2 separate regions of the Sus scrofa genome follow, and region 2 is linked to region 1. The links are chromatin contacts, called in public HiChIP or PLAC-seq maps. All regions are on one chromosome and are shown on one strand. Each heading gives the region's core, a stretch centred on a gene start, on an enhancer-like site or on the middle of the called end of the contact. The rest is flanking DNA. Distances are from core to core; before and after follow the strand shown.

Region 1 (7,297 bases), core at 2,770-5,269:
TTTTTTACTTTCGCACTAAAATGTGGGTACTTTTTTTTTTGGCCTTTTTAGGGCGGCACCCACAGCATGTGGAGGTTCCCAGACTAGGGGTCAAATTGGAGCTGTAGCTGCTGGCCTACACCACAGTCACTGGATCCTTAACCCACTGAGCAAGGCTAGGGATTGAACTCGTATCATCATGGATATTAGTCGGATTTATGAACCACTGAGCCATGATGGGAACTCCCAAGGCGGCTTCTTCTATAAGTTCTATGATATGCTCATCTATTTTCTTCCAAATGTCTAAATCGATAACATCCTACAGGCACATTAATAGAATATGTAATAGTGGCATGGGGTCCACTACCTCACTCATATTGTTTCTGTCTAACTTTACCTGGTTTAGGGATTGAGCTTCTTCTTCATGCTTCCATTCCTTCCAGAATTTACAAGCTCCCCTCTCTCTTTCCAGGCCTACGTTCATTTCCTCTGACCCACAACGGGAGCTCCAAGGGGGCTCATCTTCTTGAATTCCTTCCACTAGAACTTTCTAATGAAAGCCCTCTCACTCTGAGGGCTTTTTATTCCTCCAATCTGTTTTCCCTTTCTCATTACAGTCTCCCTTCCATCTGCCATCTCTAGGCTTAGTCTTTCCTGTCTGAGAGAGGTAATAACTAGTTCTTCAAGAATGCACAGAAGGCTCTGATCTTGGCCTTTTTGCTCTGGTGAGGGCTGGGGAGGAAGAAAGACCCTTCATTTACAAGTAAGAGAAATAAAGCAGGGAAATACAGAGGACCAGTCAGATTCATGTTTTGTGATACAATTCTGACACAAATGAAGATTTATTATACCTACTTTGACTAAAAGTTTGTTCTCTCTCCTCCAGGCCTGCATCCATTCTCAAAATTTGAAATTGCTTTTTCTCCCTCATCAGTACCTCTATTTCAATTCTCCTAAACACATGTTCTAATTGTACCCCAATAATTCCACTGACTGTGAATCATCACACAAACACTGTAGCAGCAGCATCTTTTTCAGGCTATTCTCTTCTCTCCTTTCATTTACCTTAGCTGATTCTAATTAGACATCTCCCAATGCCTTACATACATTTTCAGTTTGCTAATTCTCTTCCCACCCACTTACAATCTGGCTCCTTTCTGCTTCTCTTTACCAAAACAACTATTGTTTTAGTGAAATTCATGGATTAAAAAAAAATTCATGTACTTTGACACCATTGCTCACTCTCTTTTCTTGACTTACTGTTATAATTAGCTCTTTACATATTGCCATTTATCTGGTGTTTTTGACTTTCTGGATTTTATTGTACTAATATCTTTGAGAACTTTCCTTTCTGCTCCAGTTATTTCATTAAAATTTTAAAATTTTATTAAAATTTCATTAAAATTCTATACTCTCCTTTCTTTTCTGAAGAAGAGTTAAAAATTCTACTCCATTTTGGTAAATCTTTAATATTGAGACTCCTTCCTGTTTTCGGATGCTCAGAAGCAGGTTGCTTTGATTCAGTAACATTTTGAAAGACTGATTATGAGCAATAGCAGTAGGGTGCAAGGTATACTTCTCTTACTTCTTTGCATATCATTTCTTTCAGGTTTTCCTTGTGACCCAAAGATAACATGAAATAGATTCAATGTTGCTGGGAACACTGACTTTTCTTCTCAGATCCAACTCATGTACTTTCCATTTTCATCCTATGTTTGTATCTTGTTTGCCACTGTAGTTTGTAAACTCACTAGGCAGGAAATAATTGTTGATCTTTCAATATGCAATAGCCCTGAGCATATTAATGGCAACATATTTTAAATGTCCTCGTTTTGTTTTGTTTTGTTTTGTCTTTTTACCATTTCTAGGGCCGCTCCTGCGGCATATGGAGGTTCACAGGCTAGAGGTCTAATCGGAGCTGTAGCCACCGGCCTTCACCAGAGCCACAGCAACTCGGGATCCGAGCTGCATCTGCAACCTACACCACAGCTCACAGCAATGCCGGATCCTTAACCCACTGAACGAGGCCAGGGATTGAACCCACAACCTCATGGTTCCTAGTCGGATTCGTTAGCCACTAAGCCACAACAGGAACTCCTAAATTTCCTTGATTTTTAAAATCAACATTTGAGTTTTTCACTTTTACTTTTCTTTATTCTTGGCTTGCAGGTTTTATTCTGGATACTCTCACTAGGTGGTTCTCACATGAGAACAGAGTCATTCTCTAATAGCTGATTTACAAACATTGGAAGAAAATGTATTAGCCACCAAGATTTAGAGAATTCCATCTCCCATTATAGTATAATGGTTATTTTCTTTCTTTTCCTTTTTTTTTTTTTTTTTAGGGCTGCACCTGCAGCATATGGAAGTTCCCAAGCTAGGGGTCAAATCGAATTGGAGCTGCCATTTCTGGCCTACACCACAGCCAGAGCAACTCGGGATTGAAGCCAGGTCTGCAAACTACACCACAGCTCACAGCAACACTGGATCCTTAACCCACTGAGTGAGCCAAGGGATGGAACCTACACTCTCCCAGAGACAACGTCCTTAACCTACTATACTGAGCCACAACTCGTGATTTGAATATTTTGAATTTCTAACAGAATCTGGGAGGTTGGGAGATTCTCTTAAAGGATGAGAAAAATCTGGGATGTCCTTCTCTTACCAGATTTATTCTTGTAGCTCCCAGGCTTTGGCGATATAAATTTGTTAGAAAGTTGTTCTCACTCAAAATATGACAAACTTGCATTTTCAGAGATGTTAACCCGTCCCCTCTAAAAGGAGTTGGTATTCACAAATTTTTAATGAGCACAGAAAAATCTTGGGGTCCAATGACATCATCTGAAGGTTGGTCAGATAGGAGAGTAGTAGCCTTTAGTTAATGCACAGTGACAGCTTGCATTGTTTTCTTCAGCTGTAAGTGTTGGTTCATTTTTTTTTTTTTTATCCTTTTTACAGCTGCACCTTCGGCATATGGAAGTTCCCAGGTCCAATCAGAGCTGCATCTATGCCAGCCTACACCACAGCAACAGCAACGCTAGATCCACAGCCACAAAAACACCAGGTCTGCAGCTCACCACAACGCAGTATCCTTACATAACCCAGATCTCACTGAGAGAGGCCAGGAATGGAACCCGCCTCCAGTTCGGGTTTGCTACTGCTGAGCCACAATGGGAACTCCAGTGTTGGTTAATTCTAACAGTAGGAATGGTTGAAAAGTCGGAAAACAACCTTCTTGCACAGATTTTGTTATTACGACTGACATCACTTAACAAAATTTTAAGGTTCTATGTCAGGAAGACTGCTCCCCAAATTGCCTTTCTGAAAAAGTCACCCCACCCTTGATTGTTGTATATCTTTTAAACTTTTCAGCGCTTGTGGTTTCCAAGGAACCCACAGCCATTAAAAGTGAGCTTAACTCCTCTGCAGATCAATCATTCACTCATCCACCCAGCAAATTCAAAAACCAGCCCACTTCGAATCACTTTGCCAGGCTGAACGTTCCATGATTTTCTGAAGTTGCCGCGCTTGCATCTATTTGGGGAAAAGGGAAAGAAAATAAACATGGAAATAAATTAAAATGCAGGATCCTGCGAAGGGAATGTAGAGCGTATGCGACGTAAGTTTTGGATCCTATGGAACCAGAAGTTCGGCTCTGCAACTCGTGGGATGTATGCCTTAAACGGGTCAATTCAGGATACGCAAAGTGACAATATTATGGAACACCTCTAGTAAGGTTCCAGCTCCTGGCAAACGGTCACATAACGTTAGGTGTGTGAAGGTAGGCTAGGCTTGCAGGGACCACTGAGCAAAAAGGTGTCCCGTGCCCTTTTGCGCATAAGAAGAGAAACAGGAGGGAGCGCTTCCGGACCTCGGGGCTGGCTTTACAACACCCGCGCAGCGTACACCTTCAGGCAGCGGAGGACACTCCGGGGTGGACCGTCTGCTCGCAGCCGCGTGGCGCGGGTTGGGGAACTGCTCGCCCGCCGCGCGCCAAGTCAACGAACATCTGCCCCTCCCCTTGCTCGAGTCGCACGCGCGGAAGTAAACACCTCGACGTCATCAGGGCGCGTCTTCGCCTTTCCCCTCCCATCTCCTCAGATCGGTGGACGTGCTCACCTCCGCTTGGGGCCAGGTCTATGTCCCGGTTTCCCGCCGTCGCGGGCAGGGCGCCAAGGCGGCAGGAGGAAGGTGAGCGCTCAAGAGACCTTCAGGAAGAGCGGCCTTCGGCTGTTACCATCGCGGATAGAGGTGCGGTCCGCGGGACACTACGGAGGCCAGCGGGAGTTAGGGCATGGGGGGGTTTGGGAAAGATAAAAGTCTGCCTTAGGCAGGCAGAGAAGAGTAGGGTGGAGGTTGTAGCGTTTTTGTCGCCCTCCAAGCGGGAACCGAACTTTGCGTCCAGTGAGCACTTTGGTCTAGAGGGGGGCGGTCCCAGACGCAAGTTGGGTGAAAACCCTACTGGGGTACAAAAAAGTGAACCCCAGCGCAGAGACGCGTTCTGCTCTTAAATAGGCTCATAAAGCCTTTGTTCTCTACCCATTTCCCCCCCCCCCCGCCCCTTCGTCGGGCCGCCAGCCTGCCTTTGGGTACGGTATGAAGGGAGCCAGTTTCCAGGAGCCAGTTTCCATGGTTACCCACCACTTGGCCTTCTGGGATATCAGTCACTCTGAACAGGGACCTAACTTGAACCATGAATCAGAAGCAAACACAGGTGGCTTTTAATTCAGCTGAGAGTTTTTCTTCTGTGTTCCGGTTTTGGGTGTTTTGTTTAATAAAATTGGCTTTTGTGTTTCTGTATAGGTGTGTTTGCAAATACTTTGCCTTATACTAGGCTTACTCTGGCAGATACTTTGAGTCATGCATTAGCAAATGCTCAAGTTATTAGAGCTGACTATAAAGTTGCATTGGGCTTATAAAAACCCTTACTTGCAAATTGGATGTGAGTGATTTAACTGAGAAGTCATGGTTTGAGTCTTTCTAGCCCTGAAATTCTATTGTCGTTCTCTTTTCATTTCTGAGAAATTGAGTTAGTGATGTTTTTACAGGTCTTTTAATTTATAAACTTTTTTGTTGTTATTACAGAAGAGAAAGGATGCACATCACAGGAGGGAGGAACTACTCCAACTTTTCCTATTCAAAAACAAAGAAAAAAACTTATTCAGGCTGTGAGGGACAATTCATTCCTTATTGTTACTGGAAATACAGGAAGTGGTAAAACAACACAACTTCCAAAGTATCTATATGAAGCAGGTAATTTTATTCTGGGGTAATATTGGGAGTATTTAAAAAATATCCCCCACCCTTTTTTTTTTAAAGGGCCACACTGGTGGCATATGGAGGTTCCCAGATTAGGGGTCAAATTGGAGCGATAGCTGCTGGCCTACTCCACAGCCACAGCAACTAGGGATCCAAGATTCTTAACCCACTGAGCGATGCCAAGGATCGAACCTGCAGCCACATGGATACTAGTCAGATTCGTTTCCTTTGAGCCACAATGGGAACTCCAAAAATTTCCTATTCTTTTTTTCTTTTGGTCTTTTTGTCTTTTTTGGGCTACACCTTCAGTATATGGAGGTTCCCAGGCTAGGAGTTTAATCGGAGCGGTAGATGCCAGCCTACACCACAGCCACAGAAACGCCAGATCCGAGCCTCATCTGCAACCCACACCACAACCTGGATCCTTGACCCGCTGAGGGAGGCCAGGAAGTAAACCTCATCACTCCTAGTTGGATTCGTTTCCACTGCACCATGATGGGAACTCCCAAAAATATCCTTTTCTTAAAAGCTAATAGGGAGGGAGTTCCCGTCGTGGCTCGGTGGTTAACGAATCCAACTAGGAACCATGAGGTTGCAGGTTCAATCCCTGGCCTCACTCAGTGGGTTAAGAATCCAGCATTGTCTTGAGCTGTGGTGTAAGTCGCAGATGCGGCTCGGATCCCGTCCCTCATTGCTGTGGCTCTGGGGAAGGCTGGCGGCTACAGCTCCGATTAGACCCCTAGCCTGGGAACGTCCATATGCCACAGGTGCAGCCCTAGAAAAGGCAAAAAGACAAAAAAAAAAAAAAAAAAAAAAAAGCTAATAGGGAGTTCCTATTTCTGGCCCAGTGGAAATCAACCTAACTGGGATGCATCAGGATGCAGATCCCTGGCCTCGTTCAGTGGGTTAAGGATTGGTGTTGCTGTGAGCTGTGATGTAGGCCAGCAGCTGCAGCTACGATTCAACCCCTGGCCTGGCAGCTTCCATATACCCCAGGTGTGGTCCTAAAAAGACCAAAAAAATAAAAAATAAAAAGGAATGAAATGGGAAAAACCTGATTAAAATATGTACATTTAGAATGGTTATTAATATGTTGTCTTATTTTTAATTAGTACTTAAATTTATGCAAATGTAATACAAGGTGGTATTAATCTGTAGAGTTTTGTTTTGTTTGGAAGTTCCCAGACTAAGGGTCGAATCAGAGCTGTAGCTACTGACCTATGCCACAGCCACAGCAGTGCGAGATCTGAGCTGCATCAGCAACTCGGGATTCCCAGCCCACTAATTGAGGCCAAGGATTGAACTCAAATCCTCATGGATACTAGTTGGATCCATTTCCACTGCGCCACAATAGGAACTCCCTAGAGTTTTCTTTTAGAAATACTCTTAACAGTTTGTATTGATTGACCAGAAACAAGTTAGCTGTAATGGGAAGCAATTGTTAACATTTCTGTGTTTTTTACCTCTGGTTTTGATAGGGTTTTCACAGCATGGCATGATTGGTGTGACTCAGCCACGAAAAGTAGCTGCCATATCTGTTGCTCAGAGGGTTGCTGAAGAAATGAAATGCACTTTGGGATCCAAAGTAGGATACCAAGTTCGTTTTGATGATTGCAGCTCTAAGGTACAAAAGCGTTGTTGGTTTAAGTACTATAATCCTATAGGTAGAACAGAGAAAGTTATGAAAAATTTCAGCTTCAGGAGTTCCCTTCATGGCTCAGTGGTTAACAAACCAGACTAGAATCCATGAGGATGTGGGTCTGATCCCTGGCCTCACTCAGTGGGTTAAGGGTTTGATGTTGCCGTGAGCTGTGGTGTACGTCGAAGACTTGCCTCGGATCCCTCGTTGCTGTGGCTGTGGTGTAGGCCGGCAACTGTAGCTCCAGTTAGACCCTTAGCCTGAGAACTTCCGTATGCTTCAGGTGCAGCCCTAAAAAAAAAAAAAAAAAAATGCAACTTCAAAATTCCATTTACGTTTTAAAGAAATAATGCCTCAGATTGGAATTAATGTGTGTTGCCCATTGTTAATGGTGTAGTTTCGGGATGTCTATTTTATCCC
Region 2 (7,297 bases), core at 1,604-4,103, 68 kb after region 1:
TAGCACCTGCTGTGACTCAGAAAAAGGACCTACTATTGAATATCCTGCAAAAAATATCTTCAAAGAATTTGACCATTTATCTTAACATGGTTACCTTACTAAAACATTTTCTGAAACCAAAAGCTGGGATGATAATACATTTATAGCAATAGTCTTATTAAAGACTGTCATAGTTAACCTAATGCATCAAAACAAATGCTGGGTTTCTCCTATCTTCTCTAACTTAAGGTAGTGCCTGAAAACAAAGCCATTCAGTAACTGCTCAGGTAACTGTTAACAGTGACTCAGCCTTTGTGGCTTCTAAATTAAGGATTGACAACCTTTGTCCTGACTCTATACCATTAGCAAGAACAGTATACTGACATAAAAAACTCTCATTACCTCAGCCAAAATTATTGATCTTTAAAAGTAATAGGTTTGGGTTTTGCTTTTTATTTAATGTTTTTGATTTGGACCACTTTTTCTTTTGAAAACCTTTTGATTTATCGTCTTGAAGGACACAGTATTCGAAATGAGCGGGCGTATTAAATCTATTTTTCTTCTCTCTAAATGATTTCTGAAAACAATGCATTTATTAGATTTCTGTGTGTGATGACACAGCAGTCACTTTAACAGAATCTCAGTGCACTTTTGCTTAGCTATTCCACACTAAATACTCAAGCTAAAATCAATTACTTTGGGGAATTCTAAATTATTTAACATTACGGTCTGTTTGAAAATGCAAGTTATTATTAAAAATTTAATAAAAATTAATAAAAATTTTAGTAACTGGTTCATGACATAGCTCTTGTATTCCAGTTATTAATAAAAATTTTGGTAATTGGTTCACGACATAGCTCTTGTATTCCAGATTCTGAAACTGGAAATATAACTTGATTAAACTATTGCTTTTACTGTAATAAAACACCTTTAGATATTTAATTTAGAATTTGTCTACTTCCAAAAAAGATTCAAAGCAGCTACTACTAAACTGGTATCAGAAAGTAATTTCAAATGTTGCAGAATACAAAACATCTTCAAGTATGTGGCTTAACAAAACACAATGAAATTTTGCCAAGCATAAATAGTCACTCTGACGACATGGTGGCAAAGCTTTTCTTTGCAGAACAGTCTGCTGCCTTACCGGCCAAAGATTCTTCTCTCATCCTCAGTATGTGAGATATACTTTGGGAAAAACATTTAAAGCAATTTAAATGATTAAGCAAATTTCTTTAAGCAAAACTGCTTAACACACAAAATTATTGTATACCTAATAGGGTTTTATATTTAACTGAAAAGGACACTAATTAATGTGTACTTGAATTTTTCAAGATCTTTCTGGAAAAACAATCACATCTCTTACAAGATGAAAAGTACAAAATTCACTTTATTGTATTTGGGCTATTATGCAATATTACAGCTTATACTTTAGCAATAAAGTACTGGGAAGTTTATTAATCGATAATGAATACCTTAGATACCTTAATGCTGTTAGAAGACGCGGTGCTCCCCCTTTGAAGCTCTTGCATCCCCAAACTGCTAATTTACAGTGTTCAGGTGGTCCCAGGGAAATAGACCAGTAATAGTTAATCCCTTTCTCCAAGCGTGTACATTAACCACACCGAGGTTTTTACATACTATCTTTAAGAAATCTTTGAGGCTCATTACTAGACATGACTTTAAAAAACCCTCCTACTACAATTTTAGTCCAATTCTTAAGTGTATTCATGACACTACAATTCTTCAACACGATTTATTACGAAGCTAGACCCATATACACGTCCGCCAAAATGTCCGCAGAAACGTTAAGAAAGGCTATCACAAGGCCAGCTTGAGATACTCATAAATGACTTTCACTGTCCTGTGAACCAACTGTTTAATATCCGAAGAGACTACTAGTTCTAGTTAGAACCCAAGCGTCAGCTTTTGCAAACGGCAGAAGGGCGTGCACAAGTGCAGAGAGGGTTTTTAAACCCCATTTCATACCCTCCTCCCTGGGAAGTAACAAACCACCCACCACATGAAACTAGGCGGGGGAGGAGCGCCGCAGCCGGCTGCCAGGAGCGCTCTGCAGGGAGGCGGTTTCCCTGAGTCACGGAGAGGGCGGGAGGCTGGGCCCATCTGCCCACGCCACGTCTTCTTCGTAAGGGGACTCGGTTTAAATAGGTAAGGCCCACAGGGGAAGGGACCAGCACCGCCGTTCCTCAAGGCGGCCCAACAGCCACCTCATTCCCAGGAGACGCCGCACTTCCCTAAAATTCGCGCTGCATTCTAGCAGTAAGCAGCCGACCTTTCCCGACCAGCATCACGTGCACCCGGAAGTACGTGGGTGGGACCTAAAGCGCCCACGGAAATGACGTTAGTCGCCCCTAGTCGCATGATGTGGCAAAATGCAAAAAAAAAGGGGAGGGTGGAGGGAAAGCAGGCGGCCGGGGAAAGTGATGAGGCTAAAAAAGTAGTCCCTTCGAGTCCTCTATTTACCACCGTGTCGTAGCAGTAAGTGAGGCTTTTAGCGCACTGCGCCCCAAATTCCTGCGCCTCCGCTGTATCGCGGCACTCCGTGGAGGGGTACATAAGGCGGAGGGGGTGAGGCAACTTGGGCGGAGTTCTGTCGCCAGGATCCCTCCGCAGGGCTCAGCCGTTTCCGGAGTCTGCGCTGCGCCCGGTTCCGCCATTGCGGCTCTCCCGGACCCTGGAGCCTCCGCCCCCGACCTGAGCTCTTTCGTCTGCCTGCCAGTTTCCTGCGTCCCCGGAGACTATCCTGCCGAGCCCAGCCTTCCCCCTCCCCCTTCTCCTCCTCTCCCTTGGAGAGCCTGGGCAGCCACTGCCCCGCAGCCCCAGTGACAGGAGGAGACCATACCCCCCGACAGCGCCATGGCCCAGATTCTGCCAATTCGTTTTCAGGAGCATCTTCAGGTGCGGTGGGGCCCTGGCTGGTGAAGGCTATGTAGAGAGGGCGGTAGGAAGGAAGAAGTTGGAGTCTGAGCCCAAGCAAAAAGGGTAGAATGGGGGGGTGGTAATCGGTTCCTGGGGTAGATGGAGAATGGGGGCACTATTTGGAAAGCTTAAAGGGTTAAATGATGTGGGGGCTTGGATGGAAAGGACGCGAGTCTGGGTACATAGGGGAGCGAGGCCAGGCCTGGATTTGAAGGCTTTTTCATCTTCGCTTCCTGGATGACAAGAACTGCGCATACTAACCTTTCCACCCCCCGGTTTTATCCAGTTCATTCATTTGGGTAGGTTGGGGGCGGGGGAAGGGTTCTCCCGCGTTTCTTGTAGAGCAAGAATTCTTATCCCCTAGGCCAGTGCAGGACTGTCACCTCCCATTGCTCTCTCTCTTACCATTTCCCCTTCGTGTCTGCACCCTGGAGTTGTGGCGCGGGTGGGTTGGGGAGGAGCAGCCTTTTTTCTTCCTCCCTCTGCGGCTCTCAACAGGAAAGGCACCTTCCCTGGGGTGGGGTGGGGGGGGGGGACGGCGGTGGCATGTCTCTCGCCTTCCCTGAGGCTGTAGGAACAGAGAAGGTCACTGAAGGAAAAGGAGGATAGAATGGGGGAACATATTTCTCAGGGCGGTGTCAGTCGCAGAGTGTGTGGGATCAAGTTTTCTAGGAGAACTCGGCTTTTCTCCCCTTTTTTGATTTCTCTGGGAATGGTGTGGCTTTTATTCCCTCTTTGCTTCTAGAAGGGAGAAAAAGAGTTGTCCAGAGGTTATCTTGGGGTCTGCTGGTCCAGCGGGTAGTTGGCTTGCCCTGAGTATCTCCCTCAGGATTGCATGGAATTGAATGAGCCCTGGAGATAGAGCACACCTGCCCGGAGATATGCAAGGTTATTTGGTCTGCCGTTGGCTTCCTTTAGTAGCTTCTAGAGTTCTTCCCCATGGTGCATTATCCTGTAGGCAACAGACTGTCTTATCTGGCAACATGCCCGTGGCGGGCCCAGGCAGGTGATCGTTGGAGGGCTTGACTGAATTAAGTCTCTTTTGAGCTTCCAATTTTCCTGGTTCTACTTTGGCTGAAATAATTTATCCATAAAATAGGCTTTCTTTCCAGTTACTTCCTTAAAGAGGCCTGCCTCAGTTCAGTCATTTGAAGGACTAATTTTGTAATGTTATTATTACAAAAGAGGTACCAGTGGAATGATGTGACACTAATACTAGTGACCTTTTGGACACTTTACTATTGAAGGCTATTTTATTTTCTACTTGCCATTGTTATACATAAAGGATTACTGTTAATAAAAAAGTTTAATATTCTGACTACCAACATAATAATTTTTTTACAGGTAACACTTGCATCACCAAGACTTCTTTTCCTTTAAGTCTTGAAATATAATCATCTCCTCAAAAAATGAGTTAAGGAATACACTTTATTCAGCTATCTTTGGTTATCAGATGTAGTAGAACACTATTTTACAAAAGGTTAAAAAACATTATGTGGAAAAATGGATACAGAAGTTGTTAATGCTCAATCCAAATTTTAGTTGCTGTGGTTTCTTCTCTTAAGGCGGGGGTGTAAGTGATTGTCAGGGGTTAGGAAAGTAATGTTTGAGGGGAAAACACAGCCTTGTCCTCAGACTAAAGTGCTTCTGGACTGTAATCTTCCTGCAGACAAGTTTGTAAAATCATACAGGAAAAAAAGCAGTTACGATTGTTTGTATTACAAAGCAGAGGTATAGCCCACCCACTAGTAAACCTTATTTCTTGACTAGTGGTGTTTTGAACAATAGTTTTTCATTTTTGTTAAAGAGGAGACAAGATTGTTGAATAATCCCAAAGATGGAACTCCAACCTTGTCACTAATTGAAGACAGATTTAATACGGGTCTAATTTCTAAGTGGTTCAGTGTTTTTGCAAATACTTAAGTGAAGCCATTTCCTTCTCAAATAATTTGAAGAATGTAAAGTAACCTCGCAAATGTATTTGAAGAATTTAGTCATTCATTTTTTTGAGCAATATATATGCCATGCTTAAGCATGCTAAGGTGACTGTATACTCCAGCTGATAATGATTGATTGCACAGGGCCCTAATCACCAACCTCTTCCAGGATAACGCCTGACTTCTCATTAGTGTCCCTTCCCTTTATAAAAATTAATAAGGATTATTTTAATTGGCATCTTAGGTTTTTGACTTCTGACTGCCTGCCAGTTTGCTAGGAGCAGAATACTTTCTGAAACACTTAGGATAAAAATTGGAAATTGGAATTGAGGAATTTGAGTGTAGAGTTAGCCTGTGAAAGCTTCACAAGGTGAACTGTTGGCCAGATAAAGCATCCATCAAGGCTCAGAACTGCATCAAGTGACTATTAAATAGTTGTGAAAGTTTTTTTCTTTTTGGGGATGTTTACGCTAATGGCAGTGAACAGATGAATGCCTGTTGAGCAAGATTTTGCTAGAATGCAGGTTCTGAAAAAAAATCCTAGGCTATGTATAATGTTGCCTGCAATTCTCATTTTTTGGTTCAGGTATTTTTATGCCGATTGATACATTCTGCTGTATTCCCAGGTTTCTTGAGTCTGCAATTAAAAATCTCCCTACCCTGTGATTTTCCCTTTGACTTGTAAATACAGACGTGGACTGTGTTGTGAATTCAATGGTAGGGGTCCTTGCTATGGTTATTTTGATTTGCAGAGAGAAAACAATGCTAAATATTACTGGGATATGTTGTATGCTTAACTGTACTATCTGGAAGAGATGTACTGCCTGGAATTATGCTGCAGTCTACTCTAGGAATAGCTTCTAAATTAAGATGTATCAGATTTTTCAGAATTTTCCTAATGGTCAGTTTACTCAGCCTAAAGGGGTGTGGCTAATTCTAGTGAATGTACTTCTTTTCACTTTGTTCAGGAAATAATTTAAGACATGGAACTCTGTGTAGAATCACAGTCGTTTTCATTTTGGTGTTTATTGCAATACATGATTTCAGGAACCTTAACCTGATGATAGTTGACATGGTATTTGAATTATATTTAACAAGATGTTTTTCTATCACTGTTACTGTGTGGCTTTTGCTTTTTGAGAATTACTATTCAATAGAACTTTTTCCATGATGAAAATTTATCCTAGCTACGTACTCATATTGAAAACTTGAAATGTGACTAGTGTGACTGAAGAACTAAGTTTTTTTACTTTTATTTCTTTTTAATTAATATAAATAGCTACCTAAGGCTATTGACTATGACATTGGACTGCATTATTTATTACAGCCATACTCACGTGTTTATAAGAGTGAAGATTTATCTGGCTACCCGTATTTATGTGTTTAGAACATTGTGCTAGTTGAATATTGTCTCTTTTGGGAAGTGGTGAACAATGACTAGTGAATGGCAGGAGCAGCAGACTTCTTTTCTTGTGAGAGTCTGTTGTGTCATGTGAATGTGGCTGGGTGCTTCCAAGTCTTCACCTAATCCCCCAGACATCATTCTTAAACAGCTGGAGAAAGTGAGACTCAAACTAGTGCCCAAGGGAACATTGTCAGAATGGGATTTGAACCTGGGTCTTCTGACACTAAATACAAAAGAAAAAATTTTCTCCTCTTGGCCTTAGGAGAAGTTATACTGTATCCTAGTGTGCCTTTTTCTTTTTCTTTTTTTTTTTTTTTCTGTTGAACTTTGGCCTGAGAAGTGACTTTTCACTGGTTTACAGTGTGATTAATAATGTGGTAGAGTAGACAGGTCAGGGGCTTGGAGGTTGTAGAGACCAGTCCCATCCAGTAGAAAAATATGAGCAACATTTCTATTTTTTACTCTTTCCAATGGCTATCTTAAAAGTTAAGAAAAAAAACCTACAGGTTTTAACTTTGTATGCCCCAAAAGTTGTAATTTCAGGGAGTTCCCGTCGTGGCGCAGTGGTTAACGAATCCGACTAGGAACCATGAGGTTGCAGGTTCGTTCCCTGCCCTTGCTCAGTGGGTTAAGGATCCGGCGTTGCCGTGAGCTGTGGTGTAGGTTGCAGACGCGGCTCGGATCCCGAGTTGCTGTGGCTCTGGCGTAGGTGGGTGGCTACAGCTCCGATCGGACCCCTAGCCTGGGAACCTCCATATGCCGCGGGAGCGGCCCAAGAAATAGCAACAACAACAAAGACAAAAAAGACAAAAAAAAAAAAGTTGTAATTTCAACATGTAATCAGTATAAAATTTTCAGATGAGGTTTTTTTTTCTTTTTTGTCTTTTTAGGGCCTCACCCTGGCATATGTAGGTTCCCAGGCTAGGGGTCGAATTGGAGCTGTAGCCACTGGCCTACGCCACAGCCATAGCCAAAGCCAACACCAGATCCGAGCCACGTCTGTGACCTACTCCACAGCTCACGGCAACGCCGGATCCTT

Evidence for each region. HiChIP or PLAC-seq counts read pairs in DNA pulled down with a chosen protein or histone mark.
Region 2: an H3K27ac HiChIP or PLAC-seq map of alveolar macrophages shows a contact between it and region 1. The contact joins the promoter of CLTC here to the promoter of DHX40 in region 1. A contact is called at or near these places in 2 of 47 Hi-C or Micro-C datasets (liver and skeletal muscle) and 2 of 2 datasets of contacts at active chromatin or transcription factors (alveolar macrophages and skeletal muscle).

Annotation. Positions count from the first base shown.
Region 1 is chr12:35,777,535-35,784,831 of Sscrofa11.1, forward strand. It overlaps DHX40 (probable ATP-dependent RNA helicase DHX40), which reads left to right and starts at 4,020. Exons shown (of 18, transcript XM_005668994.3): 1 at 4,020-4,170; 2 at 5,065-5,232; 3 at 6,717-6,862. The coding sequence starts at 4,119.
Region 2 is chr12:35,846,528-35,853,824 of Sscrofa11.1, forward strand. CLTC (clathrin heavy chain) reads left to right here and starts at 2,854. Exons shown (of 32, transcript NM_001146127.1): 1 at 2,854-2,895. The coding sequence starts at 2,854.